Regions from separate parts of the Mus musculus genome. Here regions 1, 2 and 4 are each linked to region 3. A link is a contact called in public promoter capture Hi-C data. All regions are on one chromosome and are shown on one strand. The core of a region is the stretch at or near the end of the contact, and the rest is flanking DNA. Distances in the headings are between cores, read along the strand shown.

Region 1 (6,154 bases), core at 2,105-4,604, 1.9 Mb after region 3:
ACACACACAGAGAGAGAGAGAGAGAGAGAGAGAGAGAGAGAGAGAGAGTAAGCAATCTGGAAATTCATCTCAGCAGAACCTAGGGCTTGAACCCATGACTTGACTTCGAGTGGTTTCTTTTCCCAACTCCTCAAAACCCCTTCTCTCTGGAACCCCTCTCCTAGAGGAGGCTGATCCTTGGCACATCTCTTAATTCCAGGCCAGCCTGATCTATTTAGTTAGTTTCAGGACAGCAAAGGTTACACAGAGAATCCCTGCCTCAAACAAAGAACAGAAACAACCAAAAGAAATATGTTTTTTCTCTCTTTAATTGCGTGTGTATTTCATCATTATGTGTGTATGTCTGTCTGTCTGATCTGTGTCTGGTAATTTTAGACTCATCTCTGACCTTTGTCAAGTCAAACAGATGGTTCTTGGCTCTATTTTCTGTCTATTTCCATGGAGAAAGCAGGTAAACAATTTACACATAATGCTGAGCATAATGGCTCCTCCCTGTGATCCAAGCATTTGGGAGGAGTTTGTGGTCATCCTCAGCTACATAGCAAGTTTGAGGCAATCCTAAACTACTTAAGACTTTGTCTCAAAATCAAACAAAAACAATTTGCATGTGGCAACAGTTCTTTGTGCATATATGAACACTGCCTCTTCATGTACACATATTAAAATAAAATATCATTAAACTTTCCCATTACTTTCCTTGTTCTTCATGAAATCACAAACCTGTTACTGAATGCCAAGTATGCTGAGTATAATGAATTTGTATAGTAAGTTCTGCTGAAATACCAATCCAAGCATTTCAATATGTTTCTTACATTTACCAAGAAATGCAGCTAGTATCCACGCACAGCCATTGCAAGTCTGCTTTAGTTCTTCTGCCTGGAACTCAAACTAAAGGAATCAACTTTAATGTTATGGATGTGATAGCAGAAGAATAGCGAGGGTACAACCATGCACTCTATCTTTATTTTTGTTTCTTCAAAGGGCTTCTGCATCCTAAACTAGTGCTGTCTACTCGTGCTGTATGAGTACAGTGCACTCTTCTGCTGTATCACGTCTCTATCCCCATACACTGTATATTAATGCTTTTGTTCAAAGATATGATTCAGGGGTTGAGGGGGATAGCTAAGCAGTAGATAACTTCCTTATAATATACACAGAGCTATGGATTCAATTCCGAGCACTACAATAAAAATAGTAAATGAAAAACACAAGTAAATGAAAAGCACGAGTGGGGCTGGAGAGATGGCTCAGCAGTTAAGAGCACTGACTGCTCTTCTGAAGGTCCTGAGTTCAAATCCCAGCAACCACATGCTGACTCACAACCACCCATAACGAGATCTGACCCCCTCTTCTGGTGTATCTGAAGACAGATACAGTGTACTTACACATAATAAATAAATAAATAAATAAATCTAAAAAAGAAAAGAAAAGAAAAGAAAAACACGAGTGAATGTAAAGTCCCCAAATGAGAAACTCTGGAGGTAGGCCCCAACAAGAAGAGCCTCTGTGTGAGTCTGATATACACTCAAGTTGAAGAAGCAGTTCCTATCATTTGTATTCCCTGTAAGGCAGTTGAATAGTGGGATTGTGGGTAGCTTAAAATGTGTTTGTCATGATCTGTCAACCTGACTAGATTGAGATGCCTAGTGACACACTTCTGGGTGTATCTGTGGGGGTGTTGTCAGAGATGATTGACATGCAGGAGAGCAATTGAGGGGGAATGTAGCTGTTCTGAATGTGGGTGGCAACATCCCAATAGGCCTGGGGCTCCAAAGGAAAAAAGGTGGAGAAATGAAGATTCCTAGCCAGCGTGTGCAAGCTTTATACTTCTTCAGCAGATACGTCTAATGGCCACGGCATGTTCTGTGGCCACCAGATTCCAGAGTCTTTAGCGTCTCAACACTAACTCACACAGAGACTCTCTAAGAAGCTTGTAGGCAATTACAGATGCCACTTCTTCTGAGACTTCCAGCTTTCTTGGACTGCATAGCTAACGTAGTTTTGCTTCTTCCGGGGGCCAATAGTCATTGTTTGGATTATCCAGGATCGAATGTGGGTCCTACTCTAACAAATCCTTCTTTTGCAGTTGTGTATGTGTTTGTGTGTGTTATGAGAGCTTCTTGCTAGCATGCTTGCACACCGAGTGCACGGTCCTGGGTTCCCTCTAGATACAGCAGGCAGAGAGTGATAAATGGGGGTGGGGGGGTGGCGATCCTAGGGAGATAGATTTATTACTATAGTGCTTGCTTTGCAAGGATCAGGACCTGAGTCAGAGCCCTAGACCTTGTGTAAAAAGAGACAGGCATGGTGGCACATGCTTGGAACTCCAGTAGTGGGGAGGCAGAGCTAGGCAGATTCCTGGGACTTGCTAGCCAGCCAGCTTAGCCTACTTGGAACGTTCCAGGCCAGTGAGAAACCCTGTCACCCTAAACAAAGGTGGACAATCCTTCTCAAGGAATGACACCTGAGGTTGCCCTTTGACCTCCCCCCACACCCCACACAGGGGAAGTATACATGGACATACAAACAGAGCACTATAGGCACAAAAGAGGAGGAAAATGAGGGTAGAGAGAAAGGAGAAAGAGAAGAAAATAAGAAAATATAAAAGAGAGGAGAGCAGAGAGGGGTTGGTATTTATTGGGACCATTAACCCATTTGGAAAGCTCAGAAGGTCCCGTTTTCCAAGCAGACCCTTCATTTGAGGCTATGGGAAATGGTGAAAAGTTGGATGATTGGTTGCAAATTAAATAGGTGGGGACAGAGGTCAAGGAGAAGCAGGCTCAGATATATAGATGGGCCACATAAAGAGCTAGACGCTAGCCGGGCAGTGGTGGCGCATGCCTTTAATCCCAGCACTCGGGAGGCAGAGGCAGGCAGATTTCTGAGTTTGAGGCCAGCCTGGTCTACAAAGTGAGTTCCAGGACAGCCAGGACTATACAGAGAAACCCTGTCTCGAAAACCAAAAAAAAAAAAAAACAAAAACAAAAACAAAAAAAAACCTTGGCCGATACCTCTGCCTCTATCTGCGGATACTGCACACAAGGCAGGAAGATCAAGGGAACCAAGTTGAGGGCTGACTTCTAGGCCGCGATCCTCAACTCCAGAGTCCCAGACTTGCACCACCTGGGGTGCTTCTCTTCCTTCTAGCCAGATCAACTCGCGAGCGCACTTTAGTCTCTCAGGGAACCGTGGGAGAGCGCAGCCAGCAGAGGGCGCTAGAGAGCCCGCGGGCGCCGTCTGGGCGGGGCTGGACCCGAGCTTCTCCTCCTTGAAGGCAAGTTTGGGCGGGAGGCGGACACTGTGGGCGGGGCCAGAGGGGGTTGGGACCAGACCATTCCGGAAGGAAGTGGTTCCGGGTCCCGGCCCGCGGGGAGAGCTGGGTGCTGGTTGGAGCAGGAGGCGGGAGCTGCGCGACGGGCGAGGCGGTGAGGGAGCAGCAACAGCGGCGGCGGCTGTAGCGGCGGAGGCTTCGGCGACGGCGACAGCGACAGCGACGGGCTCTGGTGACGACTTCTCTGAGGGGTGAGCGGTCCGGGGAGTGGGCAGAGTGAGGAAGCCCGAGCCTGGGAAGGAGGGAGGGTGTGTCCTTCGCCCACGAGTGGCGGTTCTCACGGTGGCGGGCGGGAACGGGACTGCGGGCGGACTTGGCTTCTCCGGGGACCTCATCCCTTCTCCGGTTCACGCTGGGGCCAGCGCCTTCCCTAAGCGGCTGCCGCCCCTCGAGGCTCAGGCTCCCTTGGCGCGCCCGCTTGGCTCTCTGCCCTGAGGGGGGGTGGGTTCTGAGGCTGTCCCCGCCGGTGCTATTCCTGAGCCGCCGCCAGCTCGGGCACCTGCCCGCCCCCCCCCCCAACCCCCAGGTCTGCCCGCCCACGGCGGCGGGCAGGTGGCGGCGCCAGGCTCCTGCCGCGTGGGTCCCCGGGGACCAGGGAGGGGGCGGTGCCGGGAGGCTGAAGCCCGAGGACGCGGAGCCCTCCGGAGCGGAGCGATGCTCCCGGCTTTGTCCGCCAAAGATGCTCTGGCCTCGGGAGCCGCATCCTCCGCGGACAAGGTCAAAGGCTAGTTAGCTAGCGCAGACCTCCCTGGGAGGAATTCAGTCAACTGGGCCACCGGTCAGGACCGCCCTAGAGAAACTTAGCCCTCGAAATATGCTTTTTTTTTTTTGTTTGTTTTGTTTTTTTTTTTTTTTTTGAGTTACACCTTGAGTGACTGCTTCTCTGGAACACATTCCAAACGGCCAGGAGAAAATAGGGCCCTCGAGGCTTCCGGTCAGGCTACCTTTTTAACTTTTCTTTTCTTTTATAAGCCTGGAAAGAAAAGCTAGGCCCTTCCCCATGGCAAGCAAGCACTCCACCGTAGAGCTATGTACCTTTTGAGATAGAGTCTCACTCAACACAGGATGCTGTTTAACTCATTCTATTGGTCAGGCTGGGCAGTCCTCGAACTTTGTACCCACTCTCCATCCTGAGTAGATTATAGGCCTGCGTGGCCAGGCCTGGCATATTTAAACTTTTCTTTTTCCCTAGATGTGAACAGGTCCAAAACTTTAAAAGGCTTGTTTGTTCATTTATGTTGAGGCTTTCTTTTTTTCTTCCTTTTTTTTAAAAAAAGGGAGTCTTTAAAGAAAGGATGGTCTTGAACTCACAGTGTAGCCAAGGATAGCCTTGAGTTTCTGACTCCCGGTCTCTGGCCCCTAAATGCCAGGGTTGCAGGTGCATGCCAGTCATGTTTGTTTTATTTTCCTCGGTTATTGATAGCAGTTCAGCTTCCCAGTTACTCCGTGTTCTAAAAAAAATAAAACAAGTTAGTAAGGGTTTTTCTAAGTGAACAAAGTTTGAAGTTATGACTTACTTGAATTATATCTGATTACCTTGTCCAAATCACTTAACTTTTTCTAAGGTATTTCCTCAGCAATGAACAAGGGATTATAATGTGTGTCTTACCTTTTAGGGTCATATGAGACATTTATGAAAGTATATTTCACATACTTTGTCTTACTTACTGCAGGTTTTACTTTCTTGTAAAAATTTCAGAGCACAGAAGCATTTTTTTTTTGTTTTTTTGAGACAGGGTTTCTCTGTGTAGCCCTGGCTGTCCTGGAACTCACTCTGTAGACCAGGCTGGCCTCGAACTCAGAAATCCACCTGCCTCTGCCTGTGCCTCCCTTGTGCTGGGATTAAAGGCATGGGCCACCAACACCCGGCGCACAGAAGCATCTTGAAGCACAAAAATTTTAAATGTAAACTTTTGGAGCTGGGGAAAATGGCCCAGTCAGTAATACTTGCTGTGGAATCATGAGAACTGGGGTTAAGATCCCTTGTACCTGAATAAAAAGCCAGCAGCAAAGTATTTATCTCTAATTCCAGCTCTCAAGAAACAGACAGGAGAGTTTCTGAGGCTGGCTAACCATTCAGATAAGCTGAAATGGTGAACTTCAGGTGGTATAAAAGATTCCTGTCTTAAAAAAAAGTTACGTAGAGAGCTACTGAAAAAGATCTATTTCTCTGCTCTTCTTGGGCATACACACACACACACACACACACACACACACACACACACACACAAGGACATACATATTTCTAAAAGGTCTAGTTTTTGAAATCTATTCTGGGGCTAGGTATGGAATAGCATTGGTAGAGTACTTGTCTAGCATGTTTGAAGCCATGATTTGTATTGCCAGAACTCAAAAGGTAAAGACAAAAAGATTGCAAAATCATGTGTGAGGTGTGTGTTTCTTGCAGTGCTGTGAATTGAGCTCAGGATTTCCTACATGCCAGGTAATCACTTTGTACCAGTTTAGCTGTATCACTAGCCCTCAGTTTTTTTGTTTTTTGTTTTAGTTTTTTGTCAAGCAGGATGCCACTGCTTAGCTCATGTTTGCCTCAGGCTCTTGAGTGTTTGGATTACAGGTATGTGGGACAAAGTTTGGTTGAGAAGCAGAAGTTTGAGGCCAGTCTAGGCACTATTAAGACCTTGATTTAATTTTTTTTTCAAGACAGGCTTTTTCTGTGTAGTTCTGGTTATCCTGGAACTCACTCTGTAGACCAGGTTAGCCTCGAACTCAGAAATCCACCTGTCTCTAAGACCCTGTTTTAATAGGTGTAGTGGGCCATGCCTTTAATTCCAGCACTAAGGAATAGACATAGGCAGATAGATC
Region 2 (5,809 bases), core at 3,102-5,601, 1.3 Mb after region 3:
ATGAGTGATTGGGAATATTTATTTAAGAGCTGAAGTTCCTCTAAGCTGATAATGTGGCAGGCACTTCACTGAATTCAGTTATTCCATCAGGCCGACTAGATTTCAGTTCATGCTTCATTGGTGAGTATGCAGATTGAGTCTTAGATATGTTCAAGAATTTGACCCAAACTAGAAAGCAGAAAACTGGTGATTCCCAGGTTCAGACCTAGATCTTCATGGCATCATAGCCCATGTTCTATGTGCAGAAAAATCACATATTGATTTTGAAACAGAACCCTAGGCAGGGTACCCCAGAAGGCACACAAACAATGATCAGAATTCTGATTCCCCCGGCCATACCAGTAGGGATGAGAAGAGGAGAGCAAGATGATTTTCTGTCTTAAATGTTTCTGAGGCAAATGTTTCTGACAACTGTTAGAACACTGGGGCATTAGAATGGATCCAATCTGCATGACTGCTAGGGGTCACATTTTTCCAGGCAGGCCTGATATACAACTCAGAATCTACCCAACTGGCAAACCAAACCCCAAACAAAAAAAATAATAAGAAATAAAAAATAAAGAGAGAGAGAGAGAATTTTTTTTTCTTCACCCACACTGGAACCTGCATCAGTTGAAAGCTGTTTTGTTGTGGCAAGAGAAACATTAAATGTCACACACTGAATTTGCTCTGATTATGAGCTAGCCATATCCCTCCGACAGAGAAGGAGTCAGGCAGAGTCACAGGTGTTTAAAGAAAGCATCCTGCAGCAATTTAAACTGAGTACTGGAGGCAGTGAGCAGGGCACCAGGGCTTTCTTTGCATTTGCATATGCATATGGTCAGAGGGCTAAAAACAGAAAGCCCCATCCCTGGGACACACATGCTCAATCAGGCTGCTTCACCCTGTGGGCTAAGTTTAGCAGAGCTGCGTGGTATTGGTGTTGCCTCTCACTGGTTTTTGTCAGTAAGTCTCTCTTTTCTCCCTTCAGCTGAGCAACACGCACTAAAAGAGACATAAGAAATAATAGAAGGGGCAATATTTCCAAGGTCACACAGCAAATAAAAGGCAGATCTGTGATCTAAACCTAAGCCTACATTTCTGCTGCTGTTGTTATTTTGATCATTTTTCAGTCATGTTTTGTTTTCTCTGGCCTGGACAATGAAAGCTTCCTCACACTGCCCCTGTAGGCTGCAAAGCTATGCCAACAACCACAGAATTTCACCTTAATAAGATGATTTTTCCAAGACAGGATAGTGTCTCTGGGGGGAAAAAAATCCCCCTGCAGATTTTTTGAAATTCTGAAGTTCCTCAGTTAGTAAATATGTGAACAAAAGAGCTAAATATTGTATTGGTCTTTGAGGTTTAAAAAAAAATGAACCCCTTTTAATCAACTGTGTGCATTGGATCTTTTAGCAGTGCTGACAAACACTAACAGCACTAATAGTACTGAAGAGCTCCTATATCCCAGCTTACTGTGTGCTTAACATCAAGTCACTGAAGTCTCACTGTAATCCCCAAAGATGCTTGCATCGTAGGGATCAAAAGCTCTGCTGGGGACAGAGTAGCACAGACCTATAATCACATCATTCAAGAGGTAGAGGCATGAAGACCACCCTGAGCTACTCAGCAAAACCCTGTCTCCCCACCACCATCCCCCAAAAAGAAAAGAAAGAAAAGAAGCAAAAAGAAAAAAAAGAAAAAAAAAATTGAAGGCTTTTCCATACCACACAGTACCTAACTAGGATTCCCCAGAGAGAATTACTCAGACAATAATTGCTATAAAAACACTAAGGAAATTGTTGATAAATAGTGACACTGTTTGCAGAAATGTGAAATACAAAGTACTTTGGGGATTTTTGAAATACCATAATATCCTGAACAATGTTGTCTTGGTTGTCGAATGTTGCTGTGTTCTTGGAAAGAAGTCAAATAAACAATGTCATCTACATTTATTCTAGAGAGAAGGGTAACATGTTAGATTGGAAGGCATTGTGTCATCATTTGCAGCTTGTAAAACTGAAGACCAGGAAGGGAAGGAATTCAAGAATACTCAGCCAGCTAAATCAGCCGGGATCAGAGCCAGATGTCCTGGAACTGCAGGCCCTTTCCCACTCACCCGCAAGTTGTATCTTTCCATCTTTCCCTTCAAACTGCTCCCTTGGACCATGGCAAATGGACACAACTAATACACTAATGCCCCACTCTTCCAACACTTGGCAGAAACGTTTGTCTCGGAAACATTTAAGATGGTGTTATAATCGTTTTTCTTTTTTTCTTTTTAAATGTCTTTTCTGCGAAAGAAGCAGTAAGACTAAGCTTCAGGCTTCTCTGCCTCATCATTATATAATACTTGTCTGGGACTGCAAATCACTCGCAGAAGGACAAAGCTCGGGGGAAGAAAGGGTGGGTGTGAATCTTTTGTGATTTCTTGAGTAACGGGAGGCGATTTGTCATTTTAGGAAAACTGGAGCCTGTGTTCTCAGATTCATGCACGATCCAGCCTGTTTGACTCTACTGAAAACTTGCGGTTTCTGAGCCCTTCCCTAAAGTTGGGGGTAGAACACACGGGTAGCAGACAGACCTGTTTTTCTCTCCTCCCTTCTCCCCAAGTAAGAGAAGCTAATAATAAATCAAAGTTCTAGAACTTGAATTTGAACTGAAAATACCTCAGAATAAAACCTGTTTCTTCCATCCGGCAAATCAGCCAGAGCAGGGACTACTTGCATTTTCTGTGAACGCTCGCCCCCTGCTGGTCAAGTTTGATTATGACTGACTCTTGAGAGAAGTAAACAAAATTACCATACCAAAAAGAATTTTTTATCGACGGAGAGAAGATTTATAGAGAACTCATTAATGTAACTTTTTAGTCTTAAAGTTAGCGGTTATGGAGAACCCACAGGGACTTGTTTTTAATTCTCATGGAGACTTTCACAAGCGAAATTCTTGGGGAGCTCTCCAAAAACCTTGTTGCTGAACATATTTATAGAAATGTGAAAATAAAACAACTCTCAAAGGATAACAGTGTAAAAAAAACTTTGGCTATTTATATTAAACTCCTACCAAAACAGCATGCAGTCCCCTCAACTTGGGACGATAAAAAGAATTCCAGAGCAAATAAAGTTACCTGGAGGGACAGGGTCTCCTGGTATAATTTAGGTTGGCCTGAAATTCACTATATAGCCCAAGCTGGCTGCACACTACCACCAGTCCTCCTGCCTCGACCTCTCGAGTGCTACGATTACAGGCTTGAGGCACTAAATGTGGCTTGAGGGGTACTTTTAAAGTATTTTGACTCAAAACCAATGAGATGTGTTGTTTAAATACAGTACACCTGAAACTCTGAGCTGCCCACTTTTTGCCTCCTTGTAAAAAGTCCTGCCATGTGCTGCCCATCTTTACTTAAGTACTTCGTTTGAAAGGTCAGCCAGTTCTATTAGAAATTCTGCTCAGCTTGATTTCAGTCTCTGTGTCCTGCTCTCATTTGATAAGGAATGCATGCCAATGATCTACGGTTAGCTGCTTGGTGGCGACTGCTTTTCCTCCCTAAAGCCCTTCCCCGGCTTTTCTTTCTCCCTCTCCACCACCCACATGCTGCTCTTATTCGGACTACTTCAACTGCCTCTATCACTCATCCACACCATTCCTGGCCTCCCTGTGCACCCACGTGCATACCCTTAGTGTGGCTCCATTTAACCCCTTGCTTGCCTGACAAATACAAACTCAACTAGGCTGGCGGAGTCTAGCACTCACGGGGACTGTGCACAGGTTTTGCAGTTCCCACCCAGAAACTAATCAGGCTCCCATCAGCAAACAGATCACATTACATAAGGCAGCTGGAAGGCGGCTCGGAGGCTGGGAAGCCAGATCACAAGGCTGCTGCTTCACCCACGTGCTGGTGAATCTTCCATCAGCCCCTCGGGAGAAGCAAACCCAGACGTCTGTAGTTAACAGCGTACATTTTGTGCCTGCCAGCGAGCACGCAGGTATAGAATACAATCTGCTAGGTTTTACGTCCATGTACCCCCAAATCAAAATACTCAGCAGAGACCATGTAGCCCCCAGGGAATACAGAAACATTTTTCCTTCTTTGAAATTCCTTCAACTCTTTATTAAGCCTCGTACTTATCCGAGAATAGCTTTTGTTTTACTGCCTGGGCAGTATGCGTTTAATGACTAATGGGCACAAAGCAGGACAACCCTGTCACACACACACACACACACACACACACACACACACACACACAAATGGGTAACCCAAATTCTCCCTTCCTGCTCCTTAGATAAGCCTTCACACTTCACTGCTCAGTGGAAAGCAAAGAAGGCATGGGGTGAACTGAATTCAGCTGTTGTTACCTGATTCTGACCACACTGGAAGGAGTCTAATTTTCAGGCACAGATTTGGTTTACGCAGTGAGTGGGCAGGTGGAACCTCCTCCACCTAGAAAGGAATCGTGATAAGGGAGAATTTTTTTTAAAGGTGGGGGAAGAGCCTAGAAACGAAATCCGTTTTCATCGCACGTGATGTGTGCAGATCTTAAAGTAGGTTGTTGCACTTCTGCACTGGGCTGTGTTTTGCCTTCGATGGATGCACATTCAGCTTGAGGCGATGCTGATAGCCGTGATTAAGCAGCGCTTCCAAGGGAAAATGTTTTGTTGTTTTCCTACCAAGATAGGAAATGCTTGTTTAGTATGCAAGAAAACTCCTCCCATTTCTGAAATGGAATTTACGTTATACGGTCTTTTGTTAGATGGTTAAGATTGCACTGCATGGTAGAAAGGACGTTAGGAGAATTTTAAGTGAGAGAGAGGGAGGAAAAAGAATGCAGGAGATAAAGAAGGGTGGGAGGTAGATACGAAGGGGGAGTGTAAGGGGGAAGAATCCAGGAATGCTTAAGCAAAGTAGAGAAAGAAAGGGGAGTGTGGATCCATTGTTCACAATAGAAGGGCTAGTTAAAACCACCAATTTCAGGAGCCAGGAGGGCATCTCGATTAGGGAAATCCCAGCTATGTGCAGCCCCTACCCCGCTGGGAATATCTGCTGACAGGAATGTAATGGAAAGTGTAGCTGATGTGAGAATCACCAGAGAAAGAAAGCCTAGGACTCTGCTGGGGAAGAGGATTTTTCTCAAACAAGAAAGAAGTGAACCCATTCATTCTAAATGAAAGATGCCAAGTGTATATACAAAGATGGAATATAGAAACTCTCCCAAAGGGACATTAAACACTGTAATTGCGTCATTGTCTATAGACCTGCAGCCGACTTCCATCTCAAACAATATAAGAAAATAACAATTCTTCATGAATTATTCAGAGGTTCCCTTTGTGGCAGTCACACACTGTACAACTAAGGCCCCACAGATCTTCTTCAAGGAGCCTGTGGAACTATTTCTTACATAAGTGTGGGAAGGTGGCAGCTGGCTTTAAGTTCAGTGACAATGCTTTCAGCCTATTTGACTAATAATTTCGAAAGTCTTTTGCAACAACTTTGTAACACTTAATGCTGAATTGTGTTTAGTGTGTCATGTTTTGGACATCTTGGTCAGTTGCCTTTGCTGTAGCTGCCACTATCAATGTTAATGATAATAATATTTTGTTGGTGCAATGAGGTTGTGTAATAAAGAAGACAAAAGGAAATACTGTGTGCTCCACAAGGGGCTGAGAATTGATTTTATTAAAGCTTTGCTGCCACCTAGTGATGCATTTGAAGAACTACCTGATTTAGACCGAAGTCATTCCAATGCATTTTAAAATACCAGTGCAACTGTTGGGAGGGCTAGCAACCAAAATACTAAAACTACAATGTTAAGCATTCCAGTAATATGAATAT
Region 3 (5,998 bases), core at 2,638-5,137:
GATGGAGAAGGAAAGGCGGAAGTTTATAGCCAGCATGTTTTGGCACAGTGAGCTCCAAGCCAGCCAGACTCACCTAGAGAAATGCTGGCTCAACCCTATCTTCTCCAAATAGGAAATAAAACCCAAGAATTTGTAACAAAGATCCTGTGATCCATAAAGCTTAAAATACTTACTATTCAATACAGAAGAGCCTGAGAGAAAGGAGGTCCAGTGACAAGCCCAGACAGGGATCCAGCTCAAGGGCAGGCTCCAAGGCCTGACACTATTACTGATGCTATGGGGTGTTTACAGACTGGAGCCTAGTATGGCTGTCCTCTGAGAGGCCCTACCAGCAGCTGAAAGAGCTAGATGCAGATATTTACACCCAACCAATGGACAGAAGCTGGGGACCCCTGTGGTTGAATTGGGGAAAAGCTGGAAGAAGCTGAGGAGGGTGGCCCCATGGGAAGAGCAGCAGTCCCAACTGACCCGGATCCTGAGATCTCTCAGGCACCGAGCCACCAACCAGGCAGCATACACCAGCTGATATGAGGCCCCTGACACATATACAGCAGAGGACTGCCTGGTCTGAGAAACTTGAGGACCCAGGGAGAGGGGCGGTCTGGTGGGGTGGTGGTGGTGGCGTGGAGACATCCTCTTGGAGATAGGGGGGATGGGATGGGGAGTGGTCAAGGGGTGGCAGACTCGGGGGGGGGGGGGGGATGAAGTCTGGACTATAAAAAAGGATTAAGGAATAAAGATAAATAATTTTTTTAAACTTACTATTCCAGCCCACAAAAAAAAAAAAAAAACCCTGACCTTGACAGGTGATAGATATACACGCCTTTAATCCCAGCACTCGGGAGGCAGAGGCAGGCGGATTTCTGAGTTCGAGGCCAGCCTGGTCTACAGAGTGAGTTCCAGGACAGCCAGGGCTACACAGAGAAACCCTGACTTGAAAAAGAAAAGAAAAAAGAAAAACCAAACCCAAAGCATCACCACCGCCAACACTCCTGACCTCTGCTTAGAACCATAAAGCCCATAAGAAATATGTACATCAAAACTTCAAGCCACATCATTTTAAACTGTCTAGTAGCCAACTTTACAAAAAGGAAAGATTCGTTTTCATATATTTGTAATCTGTAAATATCCAAATCCAAGCGATCATTTTAATGTGTAGTCAATGTAAGAACAATGAGACATTTATTTCTAGTAGTCTTTGAAATGTGGAACTAAAATGACACTCAGAGCACATTTCTAGTCAGACAAGGTTTTGCAAACGCTAGATAGCCACACACATCCAATAACCACCACAGTGGACGGCCCCGCTTATTTCATTGCCACAGACAGGAAACAGGTCTTTTGAGATAATTTTTTAGACTCTGAGAGAATTCAACAGAAGAGGTAGCTTACTTTCAATCAATATTTTCTATTTTCATCTAAGCAAGCCTCAAGTTAAACCAGACAAAACGAGAAAATTTACCCAATGTCCTCTAGGTCTCAGTAGAAGCTCTTAAATTTCCCCAAGGGTTACGGTGATGGCTACTTATAAACAATCACAAAGTTCTTATCAATTGAAGTCCTTGGCTAAAGTAGATCTATAAATAACAAGGGAGTTACAGAAAGCACTGAAATACTGTCCTAACTGCTGGCCATCTGTATGGAAAAGCGCATTCGTCCTAAAAGGCTATTTCAGGTCTTTTACCATCATAAAGAAATGGCCACAGTTTGAATGCCAGTATCTGTAATTGTCTCTACTGTCTTCTGATGGCATTTTTTTAAGCCTGCCTGTTTTCTATGACTTGAAAAGACGACTGGCACACCTGTGCAGCAGAGGTTTACTGGGCTACAAAAACCAAGGGTAAGACAGCAGGATCAAGAGAAGGGAAAAGTTCAGAAAAGCCAAGCTCTCAGGCACTGGCAAGAAGGCTCAGCCAGTAAAAACAGTGGCTTTTCTTTCAGAGGACCAGGTTCAAATCCCAGCACTCACATGGTGGCTAAGGAAGCATTTGTAACTCCAGTGCCAGGGAATACTTCTTCTGACCCCTGAGGGCACTGAATGCATGCAGTGTACATGTACAGAGAAGCAGACAAAACAGCCATATCCATTTGTTCAGGCAAGGCTGCTTCCCATTCCTAGGCAGATACCGAATCAGTACCACGCCTCAGGAGCTGGTGCTTTTATGAACACAGGGGATGCCCCAGAAATTAAAACCACATCCTCCTCACTCACTTGACCTGCGACCGACTGTATGAGTTTGATGAGTTCTATTTATCTGGGATTCTTTTTTTAACATATGAAACATGAAGAAATCATGCGCTTTTTCTCTTGAGCCCCATCACCAAATCACTGTGGCCTGTGCTGCTAAGCACTAAAACCAAGTCCACTGCACTAGTGATTCTCAAGCAAATGTGCAGAGAAATGATCAGGGGAACCTTGTTAAGCTTCAGACTGTGATTTTACAGGGCAGAGGTGACACCTGAGAGTCTGCCATTCTAACAAGGGCCCAGATCATCCAAGTGTTGTTGGTCCTTGGACCTCCGATACAGTATATTATCTGGACGCATAATATAATCCTCTCCATAAGTTCAGGTGATCCTTTCAGTTGCTTTCCCAATTTAAAGACAAGAAATGGAGGCACAAGTAACGATCTGCCTAAGGTCACAGAGGTTAGAAAGTGGCAGAGCCTAGCTCTCTTAAGCTCGCTCTTCATAGCCTGGCATACCAACGTTTAAATATGACAAAGAAGCACAGGTGCCATTTGATTTTATTGTTTCCTAAGACGAAGTGTCACGAGGTTATTTTGTTTAAAAGAACACAAACATGAAGGTTTTACTATTTATGATTGTGATTTCCAAACCCTTGGGAATTTCTAAGCTCGTATTCCCCACCCCCACTCCATTCCAAGGATGTCTGAAACACGTGCTCAGACAAACTCTTGAAATTTCTTCTTACGATTCCAGCACCCACAACACTCAAAAAAAAAAAAAGCACTGTGTGCTCAGAGTGTGTGTGGTCACTGTGAAAAAGGGAGTGTAGGGTGTAAATAGAATTTGAATAACAGAAAATGTGGCTATGTAAATTCTTGCTACTTTAAAGCACCGCCTGTGGGTCAGCACTGTCCGTCCGTGGGCCAGAGAAACTGGCTGGAAATACACAATCTTAGCTTTCCTCCCAGATCTGACGAAATCAGAATCTAAATTTAAACTAGAACCACCGATGCTCCTGTGTACTTTCGAGTTTGACGCCAGTGATTTAAGTCACAATCTGATTTCGGTTTATCACAACACTAGCAGCGTCTCACGGGTCCTAACCTTAGCACAAAGAAGAACCACAAAGCATTTTCTTAAGCGGAAGTTTTCGTTTCTTTTCCTCCTTCGAGCCGTGCCTCCCAAGCCCGCCAGACTCCTCCCGGGAAGGAGCCCAAAAGCCGCAGGGACCCGGCGGCGCCCGCAATGCGGTGGCCGCCACACCCCTCCCCTCCCGCAGCCTGCCTGCCCTACTTTCTTTACTCGGTCGGACGGATGCGCCACGCGGGAGAGCGCACGCAGACGCGGCGGGCGCTCGGAGCGGCTCCCGGCCCGGCGCGGAGACTCCGAAGGGGAAGAGAAAAGGCCTTGGGCGACACAGGACCATGCGCACCAGCCCTGGACTCCGCCGGCTGGGGCCTGAGGCCTGAGGCCCTCACCTTCAACACCAAGTCGGCCAGGTAGACGGCAGTCCAACCACCCACCACCACCACCAGCAGCGACACCGGAATCATCGTAGCGACGGATGGACGGCGGGCCCCGGCGGCCTGCTTCTGCGAGCCCCAGTCAGCCGTGCGCCCGCCCGGAGCCTTCCAGCTCCAGCATCCGCGCAGGAACTAAAGTGCTACCGGGTTCTTTGCTCCGGTGGCAACATTTCCCTCCGGACCCTTCCGGTGAGGACACTCAGCCGTTTTTTTTTTTTTTTTTTTTTTTTTGTTTTGTTTTGTTTTTTTTTTTTTTTTGGTGCATATGCCGGAAAAAGCGCGCGGGCTTCTTTTCCTGGGACGCTCGGGCTCCGGAATGCTCGAAGCTCGGGTCGTCCGTCCGGCAGCGTGCTTGTGACTCATGAGGCTTGACCCTCTCTGCGCTCTGCCCTTCCTTCTCACTGATTTCCATCTCCGGTTTGTTGTGCTTTTCATATAGCCGGAGTTTGGGATTGTCAGAAGTACATACCCACATTTAAATTAATCACGTCTCGTTCTAACGTCTTTATGCACGGCAATATCGTAATGGAGGCCTCATTTGTTCATTTCGGTGTTTTGAAAACTAAATATCTGTCTATATCTTAATCGAAATACGTAGCATTTCTTTTCTTTCTATTTTTTTTAAAGATTTATTTATTTATTATATGTGAGAACACTACAGCTGTCTTCAGACACTCTGGAGGAGGGAGTCAGATCTCATTACAGATGGTTGTGAGCCACCATGCAGTTGCTGGGATTTGAACTCAGGACCTTCAGAAGAGTAATTGGTGCTCTTAATCGCTGAGCCATCTCACCAGCCCCATACGTAGCATTTCTATCCAGAGAATTTCTTTCTAGTTTCCCTTCCTACGTATTTCTGTCCCCTGCCCCGTTCTGATTTATTAATTAATTTATTTATTTTTAATGTTGAATTCTGCGTAAATAGAACCACACTGTTAAAATCTGGATTATTTCGCGCGACATTTTGTTTTGTAAGATTTGTCTATATAACTGGTCTTTATTTTAAGACAGGGTCTCACTATGCAATCCAAGCCTGGCATTCACTATACAGAGTAGGCTGGCCTTGAACTCTCAGAGTTAACCTGCACTTAAGAGTTGTGCATCAAAAATACCTGGCTGTTGATTAAAAAAAAAAAACAAAAACTTTCATCTAAGACTTGAGGAGCCGGGCGTAGTGGCGCACGCCTTTAATTCCAGCACTCGGGAGGCAGTGGCAGGCAGATTTCTGAGTTCGAGGCCAGCCTGGTCTACAAAGTGAGTTCCAGGACAGCCAGATCTATACCGAGAAACCCTGTCTCGGAAAAAAAAAAAAAAAAAAAAAAAAAAGACTTGAGGTTTGGGCTATTGCTACATATTGGAGTTCTAGACCTGGAAAAATGGCTCAACACGTAAAGGCACTTGCTGCCTAACCTGACTACCTGAGTCAGTCCCAGGGGGACAACATGATGAGAGAAACAGCCCTTGCAGGTTTTCCGTTGATCTACTGGCCTATAAAATAGGTTAGATGAAACTTTTAAAAATTGGAGCACTGACCATCTGTCTAGTGAACTAAAGTGTAGTTCTCAGCCTTGGTTGCACAGTACCTTCACCAGGGGCCTTTAAAGTCCCCCTGGTTTCTGGAGCCTGGACCAATTAAATGAGAAGCTCTGTGAAACAGACCCAAGGCTGTATCATTTTAAACGCAGTCCCATCTCTGTGTCCCCAAGTACAGATCCACCTAAGGACCCAGGACTTTGATACTCTGAGCTACACCCTCTAGCCATACGGCATTCTCTCTTTTTAAAAACAAAGTCTGTAACCCAGACTGGACTTAAAGCTCTACATAGCAGAGGAAACTTGTCCTCTTTTCTCCAATTCCTGAGTGCTAGGATTGATTACAGGTGTACACCTGTACCATGAAGCCGGGATTCACATAATCTATTAGCTATCCATAGGCTCTTGAAAAAGAGTGGTTTTGGTTTTGTAGCTAAAGTCGCCTTCAAGTTTCTGTAAAGCAACGTAGAAAATTGTTCTAGTATACAAGCCATAGGCGTTGTCTACAGTGAAGCTAGTTGGAAACTTATCCTTGATTCTCAAGAATAGGTGAACTTGGAGGCCTTATTTACGTATAGTCCTGCTAACAATTTCTCTTTTTTGGTTATATAGCCTGACTTTTTACTTGGTTCACTCAAATGGAACTACTAATCTGTAAACACCTTGATCTTGTGGCATAATGGGGTATTGTATTCTATGCCAAAGCTGTTGAGCAAGCACTGGAGTTAGAAAAAAAAGGGGGGGGCACATCG
Region 4 (5,813 bases), core at 2,054-4,553, 1.8 Mb after region 3:
AGGCTTTTCCAGGTCCCCCGGTTTCTTTCTTAATCAAGTGTTTCTTTCTCTGCCAGACTGGGAATAACAATCTCAAGGCTCCCAACAGAAAAATATGTAGCCTGAGCTACTTGTGGAAAGGTGAGCACATTGTAGGCTATGCCTTCCTAAACCCTGGAAGTTTAGGCAGACCATGCAATGATAGTTTGTTTTGTCTTCCCTTTTCTCTCTTCTGTCTCTGTCTCTTTCTTTCTCTCCTCTCCTTCACACCCTCCTCTTTCCCTTCTCTCTTTCTTTGCTCTTTAGCCCAGGCTGGCCCACATTTTCTACTAGCTCAGGCTAGCCTCAAACTTAATCTCTTGCCTCAGGCTCCCAAGTGTTGGGATTATAGCTGTGAGCCAATGTTAAAAATTAATGATGTTTTTCAAAATGGTTGTTTTTCTTAATTTTTTGAAACAGGGGTTTGGGTGTGGGAAGCCACATGTGCCGTTGCAGAGTGGCGCTGGCTACTGCTGGCCACCACGCATAAGTTTGGACAAACAACCAATGTGTACATATGCAGTAAAGCTTTTTGCCAAGTCACTGTCTGGCCCGGGCATGTTAATGAGGTACTGAGAATATAACCAATCAGATGTGAGACATGCAAATGAGGTATGTTAATGAGGTTCTGTGAGGTACTGAGAGAGAGTAGCCAATCAGATGAGGAACATGCAAATGAGGCATAGTGCATAACCAATCCGGGTGTGAGACACACCTCTCCTAGGCCTATATAAGCAGCACCAGTTCTGGGCTTGCAGCGTCTTTCTTGCTGGTCGAGTCGGGCGCGTGCAAGATTTGGGGTTCCCACTAGGTATCCCTGACTGGCCTGGAATTCACTGTGTAGAACAGGGTGGCCTTGAACTCACAGAACTTCACCTTCCTTTGCCTCTTTATTGATGGGATTTAATCATAATCCACCAGGCCTGTCCACCATGGTTGTTTTTATTGTTTTCTCTCTTAGGAATCAACCCTGGGGCCTATACACATCACACATGCAGGTAAGCAGTCTACTACTGAGTTATACCTCTCGCCCCTTCAGTATGTTTTTGAAACCATAATAAATGTTCATGGCTAGAGAAAAGGAAATAATATCTCATAATCTTCTTTGACCCCCTACTCCAGAGGCAAGAGCCAAGCTTGGTGGCTCACAACTATAAATCCAGAATTTCAAAGCCAAAGTGAGGAGGATTCCAAATCAGCCTAGGAAATACTGCGCAATCTAGAACAACCCTACAATTACCCAGTGTCAAAAACAAAACAAAACAAAAACTAACAAAAGAATTGATAAACGGGATCAAAGGAAATCACAAAGCTCTTTACAGCAGGATTTGTTAAGGGAAAAATAAGTCGGGTTTCACATGCACAGGGAGAGCTTGGTAAAGTGTGTGACCGGTACAATTTGTGCTTGATGAGACCCCAGGGAGGTGGGAGATCCGCAAACAAAATTACTTAGCTATTACATATCACTCCAGTCAGAGCAAATATCAAGAAAGAAAGATGAAATGGCGAGGACATGGGGACCAATATCCTTTACACATCACAGGTAGGAGTGTTAATAAGAGACTACACTCCAAATGTTAGCAACAAGGGTCTTCTAAAGCTAAAAGTACAACTACCATACGACCCAGCTATACCACTGCTAGGTATGTACCCACAGGATCAAAGTGGGCATGCAATAAAGTTACTTGAACACTTATGTTTACTGTGGCACTTATATTTACTGTGAGTTATTTATAATAACTCGTAGAATAAATGGTTATAAAAAAGATGGTATAAATACATAATTGAGTCTAATTCAGCCATAAAGAAGAAAAATTAGGTTATTTGTTGGAAAATGTATGAAAATGGAGATCGTGTTGAGCAAAGTAAGTCAGACTCAGAAAGAAAAAAAAATGTAGCCAAGCATAGTAGTGAAGGCCTTGAATCTCAGAATTCAGGAGGCTGGAGCAGAAGGTCTCTTTTACATAGTGAGTTCAAGGCCAGCCTAGGCTACATGGGATCATTTCCTCTTCATCCCTAAAACAAACAAACAAACAAATAAACAAAAAGACAAATCTAAGTCCAGCATGGTTCTTTATTTTTCTAATTCTAGCACTCTGGAGGCTGGGGCATCAGACTTGATTGCCTCCAGAGCTTGAGAGCTATCAATCTAATTTCATACCAGCCTAAGCTACAGAATGAGACTGCACAAATCAAAACGAACATAGGACACGCAGAATCTACATTTTAAAATTGTATTTAAAGCTCACACGTATATGATGGGGAAATAGAAAGGAGATTTTTAGGGAAGAGGAAAGGGTCTGGCGAGAGAGAGGAGAGGACAAAAGAGGGTGATGAGAGTGACAATATGATCAAAGGGCAGGATAAGGTTGGCTGTGGTAACTCATGCCTGTAATCCCAAGACTTGAGAGACTGAGACAGGATGGTTGTCATGAGTTAGAGGCCAGACCAGGCCTGGGATGTACTATAAGGCCCTGTCTCAAAATCACTCCCCACTAGCTCTGCAGTGGTGGCACATGCCTTTAATCCCAGCATTCAGGAGCCACAGCCAGGAGATCTCTGAGTTCGAGGCCAGCCTGTTCTACAGAGTGAGTTCCAGGACCTCCAGGGCTACACAGAGAAACCCTGTCTTGAAAAACAAAACATAAAACAGACAAAACAAAACAAACACCAGAAAAATTGTCACTACCACCCTCTTGAAGCACATAACAGACATATGAAAATGGATGATGAAATGCATTATTTTATAGGATGAATATTTGGCAAATATATAAAGAAAGAAAGAAATGAACTGAAACCTCATTGCGGTAAAATGGATCCTATGGCCCTATGGCATCTGCACATGCATGTGGCACTGGCCCATGTGGTGACAACCAGAAAACCTAGCTATGAACGGGCACTAGGAGCTGCAGGGCTGTTTTTGTGCAGAGAGACAGTGTGAACACGTGCGCGCGCGTCAGATGTGTGCAAGGTGTGTGAGAAACTTTAAGTGGATGTGTGCACGAGTGTGTGGAAGCGTGTTTAAACCGAGTGTGCAAAGAAGCCTTTTGTAAACTCTTAAGAAGAAGCGCGCCAGGTGTGGTGTGTGCGGACACTGGGGATGCTGAGCCGTGAGGACTTGTGGAGCGGACACTGCGCGCGCACGTTCGGCGCCCCGGGTGCGCCTTTCACAGCAGCCCGAGGGGCTGCGAGCCGGGAGCGCGGAGCCCGTGCGGTCCCTTGGCGCGCGCACGCCTGCGCCGGCTGAGCAGTGACGCACCGGCGAGTGCGGGAGGGTCCGGTGCGGCGAGCCCGGGCAGAGGGAGGCCGGCGCGCAAGGTGGGAGGCCGCGTGCGCATGCGGACCCGCGCGGGGCCGGTGCGACACAGCGGGCGGGCCAGACAGTGCGCCTGTGCAGCCCGCGCATCCCGATGGAGCGCAGCGGTGGGAACGGCGGCGGCGGCGGTGGCGGCGGCGGCGGCGGCGGCGGGTACGGCGGCAGCGGTGGCGGTGGCGGAGGAGCCGGAGTCCCCTCGGAAGGGGCTGCCAAGGGCTTGTCGCTGCTGCTGGCCAAGTCCGCGGAAGCGGCCTCCGGGAGAGCCTCCCAGTCCACCCCGCGGTCCGCAGGTAAGGGCCGGGGAGCACTGGGCAGGCCGCGCTGAGGACCCCCGGGGGGGGCGGGGCGGCCAAGGGCTGTCGCCCGGTCGCCCTTTCCGGGGGCCTAGGTCAACCTGCCCTGGGGGACTTCAGGCTGCGTCTCTCTTTCGGCAGGTGGCGGGGTCCCCTCGGGCTTGGCGTGTTTGCGTGGGCGAGTTTGTGGGGGGTGGCTGGAGAGCGGAGGAGCGGGTATCCTTGGCCACGGCTGTCCCCGAGGTATGGCTCGGCACCGGAGGAGGGGGTTCCGGGATGGCGACCCTGTGGGTGCGGGGGCCCGCTGAGGTGTTTGGACTACAGGGATTGCGGCTGGCTCGCTGCCTCGCTGGCTCCCACCCTCCATCCTAAGGCGCGCAGACGGGGAAGCCACAGCCAGCCACCAAGGTGGCCCAGCTTTGCGGTTTACTTGGCCTCTCGGGGTTGGGAAAATAATGTCGCATCGCCCGCGGGGGCAGCGACGGTTCATAAAGGGAGCAGGGCCACACGCGACTGCTGAGACGACGACCCCTCCCCCCCCCTGAAGTCGCTGAGGTAGTGGTTTCCCTACTGGGGCGTCTGGCCCCTGCCGCTGCCCTTTCTGGTACGTGACTGCGTGGCGATTGAGTGTTCTAGCCCACGGGACTGCAGCTGAGAGCTGTCGCCAAGGGGTGTGGGGATGTGGGTCCCTGTTCCTTCTGCCCAAGGGGACGGAACATGGTGAGGACGCTGGGAAGAACGTGATAAGCGCCTGCGTCTTCTGGTTCTGGGGCTAACCTTCTGTGTACTTGCAGGTGGTGCGGAGGTATACGCAGTGAGGAAAAGCATTTCATTCCAATTTTCCTGGCGACATTTTTTTTAAATGTTAATAATGAGAACTAATTCTATATTCCATCTTTCATTGCAGTTTAACATTCGAACGAAAAGAAAAAAATAAACCCTCACACAATTTGTAGAATTTGGGAATTATCGCATCGTGGAGTATTTCCTATATGGTGGAGGGGGAAAGAGGAAGGACATCAACTGAACGGGCGTGTGGGTTGTTTATGTGTTTCTTCGTTTTGAGACAGGATCTGGCTCTTTACCTTACGTTGATCTGGATTCCCGTGAGCCTTCAAGTCAGCATGACCAGCTTGAAGATGCTGCCTTAGTCACTTGAACAGTTCTTTTTGTTGGGATAGAGGGGACTATCTTACTGATCTGTCTGTTGCATCATTCATAGAAGGGAAAGGAAGGCTAAATTGATTTCTAGTTTGTGTTCTCGTGTGTTATTAAATGCACAACTTAGTAAGACATTACAGGATAGTGATAATACCTGCCCTTTAAGTCTAGACTTATATTTTCATTCCTTTTGCTTGAGAAAGGCCATATCTGATAAGAACCCAGAACCCACACATCGGAGTCTGCTCTCTGTGGTAAAGGGGATTCCATGCAGTAAAACATTAGATGTTTTTTGAGTTTACATTTTTGTTTGGTGGGGATTTGAAATAATAGATTATTTTGATGTTTCTTGTGGTAGAGAAAGGGCTGTATTGTCGGATGTCCAGTTTATCTGGGATTTTAATTAACTTGAAGGAATTTAGGGGGCAGTTCTTTTTCCTATTGCTCAGTTGCAATGTGGACACTAGTTTTATTTTGGAATTCCTAAAATAATTCTAGGTTTTAAATATATAGCCTGTTATAACCATTTAGAGGTCATTCTTAATAGTTGTGTGAAAGAAAACGGATTTTTTTAAACTTTATTTCAACAGGGATGGGATGGAGACAGGTTTATGTGATGCTATATAACCCATATTGGGCATGAATTCATGTTCCCGTTTCCCATCACCAGCATTTCTGACTAAAGTTTTGTTTTTCTTCTGTGTGTATACTTGTGAGTTGCAGTTTCCTGTGGCTGTGTGGGGATGAGCTTGTAGAGTTCACAGGTTCAATTTAGGTCTCATTCCTCAGGCACTTTCCATTTGGTTTTTTTGAAGCTAAGTCTCTGACTGGCTTAGAACTCAGGGTTTTGGTCATGCTGGCTTGTCAAGGAGCCCCAAGGACCCACCTTTTCCAGGCTCCCCAGTGCTAGCTTACAAGCACATTCTACCATATTGAACTTTTTCATGGGGTCTGCGATCGAGCTTAGTACTTGCATGGCAAGGACTTTACTCACTAAGCTTTCTTCCCAGTCCCATGTTTAATGT

What was found. Promoter capture Hi-C pulls out the DNA fragments that hold promoters and counts their contacts.
Region 1: a promoter capture Hi-C map of pre-B cells shows a contact between it and region 3, with 3 times the contacts expected there. The contact joins the promoter of Bclaf3 here to the promoter of Mbtps2 in region 3.
Region 2: a contact with region 3 is called in a promoter capture Hi-C map of hippocampal neurons, with 21 times the contacts expected there. The contact joins the enhancer-like site here to the promoter of Mbtps2 in region 3. A contact is called at or near these places in 8 of 39 promoter capture datasets (the 3T3-L1 cell line, cranial neural crest, frontonasal cranial neural crest and 4 more), 6 of 484 Hi-C or Micro-C datasets (the N1E-115 cell line, cerebral cortex, cortical neurons and 2 more) and 7 of 115 datasets of contacts at active chromatin or transcription factors (SST interneurons, astrocytes, cardiomyocytes and 4 more).
Region 4: a contact with region 3 is called in a promoter capture Hi-C map of hippocampal neurons, with 3 times the contacts expected there. The contact joins the promoter of Map7d2 here to the promoter of Mbtps2 in region 3. A contact is called at or near these places in 2 of 39 promoter capture datasets (hippocampal neurons and pre-B cells).

Annotation. Positions count from the first base shown.
Region 1 is chrX:159,529,314-159,535,467 of GRCm38.p6, forward strand. It overlaps Bclaf3 (Bclaf1 and Thrap3 family member 3), which reads left to right and starts at 3,355. Exons shown (of 12, transcript NM_001033472.2): 1 at 3,355-3,522.
Region 2 is chrX:158,919,585-158,925,393 of GRCm38.p6, forward strand. No RefSeq gene overlaps it. Among named protein-coding and RNA genes, the nearest start is that of Rps6ka3, 330 kb to the right of the region's middle. Within about 2 kb of position 4,352, at least 45 of the 459 cell types and tissues checked have an H3K27ac peak or open chromatin away from gene starts, as enhancers often do. A contact at or near this core is called in the N1E-115 cell line, SST interneurons, cerebral cortex and 2 more, where this site is marked.
Region 3 is chrX:157,594,828-157,600,825 of GRCm38.p6, forward strand. It overlaps Mbtps2 (membrane-bound transcription factor peptidase, site 2), which reads right to left and starts at 3,888. Exons shown (of 11, transcript NM_172307.3): 1 at 3,669-3,888. The coding sequence starts at 3,743.
Region 4 is chrX:159,411,269-159,417,081 of GRCm38.p6, forward strand. Map7d2 (MAP7 domain containing 2) reads left to right here and starts at 3,304. Exons shown (of 17, transcript NM_001081124.2): 1 at 3,304-3,624. The coding sequence starts at 3,429.